Regions from separate parts of the Mus musculus genome. Here region 1 is linked to region 2. A link is a contact called in public Hi-C data. All regions are on one chromosome and are shown on one strand. Each heading gives the region's core, a stretch centred on a gene start, on an enhancer-like site or on the middle of the called end of the contact. The rest is flanking DNA. Distances are from core to core; before and after follow the strand shown. Region 1 has its middle 36 kb from the start of Gm32515. Region 2 holds the start of Ado (2-aminoethanethiol (cysteamine) dioxygenase).

Region 1 (3,014 bases), core at 355-2,854, 80 kb after region 2:
GGCAGTGGGTGGTCCAGTGCAGAGGCCCCAGGTCTGGACTTGGCAACTTGGAAATCACTGGTGACCTACCTGAGTGCTGTGGTCTAATGTTTGGAATGATGGGCTTACTGAAATAAGCTCAAGGAAGAGAAAGAAGGACTGATTGGAGTCAACAGAAATAGACAAATCTTTTGGGAAATGTTCCTCAGAAAGAAACGAGCCTTTGGCAGACGATTATTTAACGATGTTTAAGATCGGAGGGATGGCAGCACACTTGCAAACCAACAAAGGCGATTTTGTAAAAAGAGGAATCTGATGAGTGAGCCAAAGGCTTCGGGTAAATGAGAGGCGCGTGGCACCTTGCGGAAGAGCAAAGGCATTGGCCTCAAACAGGGCCCAGAGGGTTCACACACACGGTGATAGACAGGAAGGCAGAGACTACGGAGCAGGGGCCATGAGAGGGCATGGGAGCAACTCAACAAATTCTCTTCTGCTGCTGCTTTGTTGCGAAGAACCAGAAGTGCAGTCATAACTACCTTGAGAGTGGGAAGGGGAAAGAGGGTGGAGGATGAGAGCACAGGCACTGGTCCTGCGAGAGTGTAAATGAACAATTGAAACAGCAAAGCAAGGGAGCATCCCAGGAGCCTACCGGGCCCACGTTACATTTAAAAACTCTTGGCCGGGAAGCCCGATAGCTCAGGTAGGTCTCAAAACACCATTAAAAAAAAAAAAGAATGTGGTGTGCGAGCAGGCAGAGTGGAGTTCAGAAGCCTTGGCATGCTCATTTTAAAAATCTGGGGGGCTGGAGAGATGGCTCAGAGGTTAAGAGCACTGACTGCTCTTCTAGAGGTCCTGAGTTCAATTCCCAGCAACCACATAGCAGCTCACAACCATCTGCAGTGGGATCCAATGCCCTCTTCTGGTGTGTCTGAAGACAGCCTGTGCTAAAAACAACAACAACAAAAAAAACAAAAAACAAAAAAAAAAAAAAAAAACGAAAAACAAACAAACAAACAAACATCTGGGATTGGCAGCACAGGAAACAGGGGATCCTTGGGGCTTCCTGAACAGTCGGTCTAGCTGCATCTGTGAACACTGGGGTCAGTGGAAGACCGTGTCTAAAAATATTTTATATTTTTTATATGAAATGCTAAATGTTATAGGTCATTTCCTTTTTCATTGTAATCAAGGGTGGAAGGGGTGGAAGGTTTTGTTTGGTGGTTGGTTGGTTTTGGTTGTTGTTTTAAGGGTCTCCTGTGTCCCAGGCTACCTTTGAACTTTTTATGTAATCAAAGGTAACCTTGAACCGAGGCTCCTCCTGCCTCTACTTCCCAAGTGCTGAGGCTGCAGACATGTGTCACCATGCCTGGCGAGTGGCTCTCGAGAATGTTGGTGAAGGTTGACCCTACTGGATCCACAGACCCCTTTCACCCAGACACTTTCTGGCTGGTGGTCCCTATCTGACACATTCTGTCCAACAGAGGACAAGCAGAAGTAATCTAAGTGCGGATTCTGAGAAAGTTTTTTTCCTTTCCACGGAAAACAAAAGGCACAGACTAGTTAGTCATTTCCCTTTAACCCTGTGTCCTTCTTCTTCTCCTTTTCGCTTTCTTCCTTATCTGTAGAGAAGATGGGCAGCCTCAAGACGCAGGGATCAGCTTGGGACCACAAGGGCAAGCGTGAAGCTGTACCCACATCCAGGGTGACAGGACAGAAATACTGTTGGCTAGCTTATGTCAACTTGACACGAGCTAGAGCCATCTGAAGGGAGGGAACCTCAAGGGAGAAAAAGCCTCCATAACTTCTAGCTGTAGGGCATTTTCTTAATGATCAGTGGGGAAGGACCCAGCCCCTTGTGGGTACTGCCATCCCTGGGCTGGTGGTGCTGGGTCCTATAAGAAAGCAGGGAGCAAGCCAGTAAGCTGCACCCTTTCATAGCCTACGCGTCAGCTCCTGCCTCCAGGTACCTGCCCCATTTGAATTCCAGGTTGACATCCCTCCATGATGGATTGTTACCTGGAAGTGTAAGCTGAAATGAGCCCCCTTTCCCCAGATTTCTTTGGTCATGGTGTTTCATCACAGTCATAGAAACTTAAACTAAGACAACCTCTGAGTCTCTGGTGGGGATGCTGAGCCCCACTGAGGCCTGTTTCTACTCCTGGAATTCCTGTCACATGAGACAAATCAATTCCTCTCTTGAAGCCTTCGCATTAGCTTGGCTTCCTGTTTTTTAGCTTGTTACATTCTAAGGCATAGAGCTACATTCTAGCAAACACAGAAATGCTAAGCGGTTGAACCCGAGCAAGCTTCACAGACAGACTTCTTTTGATACAGCCTTCAGCATTGGGCTCTCCTGCTGAGGTAATGGTTCTGTGCCAACATGTGCGACTCCTCATGAAATCACGTGGAACCTTTTAGCCTTTGTCTTCATTCTCCTTTTCTTACACTTAACTCCATGCATTTAATATTTTACCTATACTTCACATTGCCCTTTTATTTTCTTTGGAAGGAAATGGAAGCCAGAGAAAGCAGCACGTGAGTGATTTGGATCTTGGCTCTCCGGTTCCCAGGCAATGACTATCCTCCTACTTCATGTATCTCCTTCTGGGTGTTCTCCATTAGGTTGTCATGTTGGTCTCCTGAGTAATATGCTCCTGTGCTCTTTGACAGGGCATACAATGTCTGTCAAAGCCTCGGTCCCTCTGGTTTCCAAGTCCTCATTTCCAGGATCCAAGCCACACGTTACTTCTCCTATCTTCGTTACTTTTCTCTTACCTTGATGAATACTATGAGCAAGTTCCACAGGGTTAGAGTCCATGACCCACATGGCAGGGAACATGGAATCAGGCAGGCAGGCATGGTGCTAGAGTAGTAGCTGAGAGCTTACATCTGATCTGCAAACAGGTAGAAAGAGCTAAGTAGGAATGGTGGGGGATTTTGAAAGCTCAAAGCCCACCCCCAGTGACACACCTTCTCCAACATGGCTGCACATCTGAACCTTTTCCAATTAGTCCCACCTCATATAGACCAAGCAT
Region 2 (3,266 bases), core at 556-3,055:
GTATCATCTTTGAAGCACGTCAAGGAAAAAGTCAGCTGAGGATAATAATCGTCTTTGCTTTAAAGGCAAATCCCCAATAGCAACAAAAAAATTTGTTTAAACGACAGATCTTGAGACCCAAGGGAAAGACGAGCTTTAAGGGCCTGACAAGAGAATTCGCGTATGTGACCTTCTTACTAAAGGTTACCTGAGTACACCAGAAGTGGCTACCAAGCCAGGGGAGGAAAGACATCGTCCTCAACACGCACAGTTATGAGGGTGAACCCCAGTGCTAGAAAGATGTCTTTTCAGAACTCCTCACTTTAGATGCTGAGTAGTTTGTGTGTGTGTTTTAACCAAACGAATAACTAAAAAAAAAAAAAAAAAAAAAAAAAAGAAAACAAGAACAATTCAAGGTCATGCACAATCAGTAATAAATTAAACTATTAAGGAGCAATCGTGGGCAGGAGAGAAAACAAATCTGAGTCACCGAAGGGAAGAGGGATTCAAAACTACTTAGTGTATTTTGTAGAGAATGAGAAACAAAAATGGTTTCATTATGGCTTTAGGATGGAAGCGCTTTAGGGTCCCTGCCCGGTTCCCTTAAATCAAAGCCTTGGTGGCACTGAGGATACCAGGAATCAACCTAGCCTTCCGCCCACCCGCCCCCATAACCGTGCCCGGTGGTGGCTGTACTCCAGTGGGCCGTGTTCCCCAAGGTTCCTCAAGATGTGGCGCTGGTCACTCCAGTAAATCCATCGTCCAGGCGAGGGGGCGGAGAGAAGAGCCCTTATGGAAGATAGAGGGCAGCCAGGCCTTTCTTGAGCAGGGCAGGGTACATCTTTGGCCCACAGTTCCCCGGGCGGCAGGAGCTTCAAGGTAGGACCTTGGGGCCTGGATAGGGCTCTCCCTCGCACCAGAAGTCGTCGGCCTGTGGTGTCTCCAGGAGCCACACTTCTCGGGGAAGGTCGCAGGCAGAGCCGGAAGCCTCCTTGGGTCTGATGGGCTCCACTACACGGTAATAGTGGCAGTCCCGGCCGTCCTCCGGGTCGTAGGGTGGGGCCAGGATGTCCAGGAAGGCAGCTGGCCCGTCCACGGCATCAATCTGGTGCAGGTTGTCCCGGTGTGGAGTGAGCACGCAGGGCCCACTGGCCTCGGTGTACTCGGCCCGGGAACGCAGCACGCCCGGTCGCACGGCCTCCCGCTCCAAGGGCTGCAGCGGGGGCTCGAACTGCTGCTCTGGCGGCGGCCGCCGATGCCCGGCCCCCGTGTCCAGCTTGTCCATGCAGCTGATGCGGACCGTGCCGTACAGCACCTTGAGCATACCGTGCATGCCCGGGTGGTCGTGCAGCGGGATGCACGTGCCGCTCTTGAGCAGGAACACGCCCAGGCTGAAGCCCTCCGTCTCGTAGATGTGCATGTAGGTGACCGGCGGGAGGTTGCGGGGCAGCGGCTGCGGCAGCGCCTTGCGCGGCGCGATGTTGAGGTCCTCGGCGCGCACCTGGGTCAGCAGGCTCTTGAGCAGGCTCAGGTTCTCCGGGAAGCCCGGCGCCGGCCCTTCGGAGCCCGTCGAGCTGCCGCGGAAGGTGAGACACGCCTGGCGAGCGATGCGCTGGATCAGGGAGGCCATGTTGTCGCGGGGCATGCTTGGCGCTTCCTGCGCGGCTCGCGGCCGGCCCGTTCCGCCTCTGCGCCGCCCCTTGCGGTCTCCGGCGGCCGCCACGGCTACCCGCGCGGACCCCCGCGCCAGGCGGGAGACCTCCCCGCAACAACCGGCCAGCGGGGCGCGCGGGGCCGCCTTGCACGGTCGCCCGCTTAGCGCGCCAATGGTCGGGCGCTTGCCCGCGCGCGAAGGCGAGTGCGCACGCGCACGGCCGCTACCCGCACTCACGCTCCGGGGCCCAGACAGGCGCTGGCGCGGGCCGTGCCAGGCGCTGCCTCACGCGCGGAGCTCCATTCACGCGGCCCACACCAACGACTACAGCCGGGCGCGGCGGGAGCGCCGCAAGGCACGCTGGGATGTGTAGTCCGAGCCTGCGCTTGCGCGGGGCACGAACGCGTCCTGCGGAGCAGGGGAAACCAGGATTTTTTTAAGAACTTGGCAGAAAGCGAGCAGCGCGTTCGTTTTGCAGAGCCTCAGGGTGTTTACTTGTTTGATAAAACTGAACTATTATTGCAAGAGATATAGCCAGTTAACTACAACTCCCGCCATCCCCGCAGTCGGGGTGACATACTTCCGGCAGCTGGTGGAGGCTTCTCGCCGCTGGGAAAAAAACGGCACAAGAGGGTCGTTAACCTTCTTGTGCCGCTAGGGCCTGCTGGGTCACTCGGGGTCACCTTTGACCCTTGCTCCCTAGGAATGAGGTTTCGGGGTCAACCTTAGCTGCTCGTAGGCCACACTGTGTGCGCCGTGGAGATCTGTGGATGGCGCTTGTCTATTTTTCTGTTTCTTAGGAGGTGAATGGGGTCGGGCGGGTAACCAAAGCGGTCACCCAGCACAGCTGTGCGCAGCTGTTGTTTGCCTCTGGGCCTGATGACGCTGCTCCTTGACTCACTGATAGCGGGAAGCTTTGAGAGGCCATTTGCTACAGCCAAGGGTTCTGTATACTAGTGGTTATCCATCCGTAGGGCGCCCGAGAAACACCAGTTGAGGGGCAAGGGGCGTTTTGTCAGAATAGATTATCGCTGTCATGAGTCTCTAGAGCAATGCAACTATCGGGCTGGTTTATGAAGTTAGGTCACCGCAGAGTGATTATTCTCTGGACTTTTTGCAGACGTAGGTGGTGGCTGGCAAAGGAAGATAGTAGATATTATGAATTTAAATCTTACCCTTGAATTTAAGGTCTTCTTGGACTTTCAGAATTAAACATGGGTTTATAACTGCAGTGGCCCAGGAAATCCTTTTCAGTTAAGAAGGCAGGCTTTTAGTGTGTATGTGTGTGTGGGTTTTGCATCCTAGCCAGTAAGTGTGGTATTCCAGGTACCTTGTTAAATACATTAAATAATGAGTTTTATCTTAGTAATACCCTCACAGAAACTTTTAAGACGTAGGCACTGACTGTATTATTCCCCGCCTGTACACGAGAGATTAATTTGCAGGTGCGCATTTGGAAAAGACGTAAGTGCAACTTAACGAAACACAGTTTGAATTGGTGTAAAAGGAACCAAGGGACACAAGGACGTAGCTTCTGCAGCTTATTGTGGTGCTCACAAGCTGTGGCTTTCTGCACAGCGTACCTTTCCAAGTCCTCAGTTCATTCCTCCAAAGAATGCTGGGTTTGATGCAT

Evidence for each region. A called contact is a pair of places that touch in the nucleus more often than the background predicts.
Region 1: a Hi-C map of bone marrow-derived macrophages shows a contact between it and region 2, with 50 read pairs. The contact joins the enhancer-like site here to the promoter of Ado in region 2. A contact is called at or near these places in 5 of 39 promoter capture datasets (the C10 cell line, liver, macrophages and 1 more), 2 of 15 datasets of contacts at CTCF or cohesin (CD8 T cells and pro-B cells), 37 of 484 Hi-C or Micro-C datasets (B cells, the C10 cell line, CD4 T cells and 24 more), 17 of 115 datasets of contacts at active chromatin or transcription factors (CD8 T cells, the SCID.adh cell line, Th17 cells and 8 more) and 3 of 9 other capture datasets (adipose tissue, embryonic stem cells and liver).

What each region holds. Positions count from the first base shown.
Region 1 is chr10:67,627,552-67,630,565 of GRCm38.p6, forward strand. No RefSeq gene overlaps it. Among named protein-coding and RNA genes, the nearest start is that of Gm32515, 36 kb to the right of the region's middle. Within about 2 kb of position 1,605, at least 9 of the 459 cell types and tissues checked have an H3K27ac peak or open chromatin away from gene starts, as enhancers often do. A contact at or near this core is called in bone marrow-derived macrophages, microglia and peritoneal macrophages, where this site is marked.
Region 2 is chr10:67,547,150-67,550,415 of GRCm38.p6, forward strand. It overlaps Ado (2-aminoethanethiol (cysteamine) dioxygenase), which reads right to left and starts at 1,806. Exons shown (of 1, transcript NM_001005419.2): 1 at 1-1,806. The coding sequence starts at 1,624. The coding sequence ends at 854.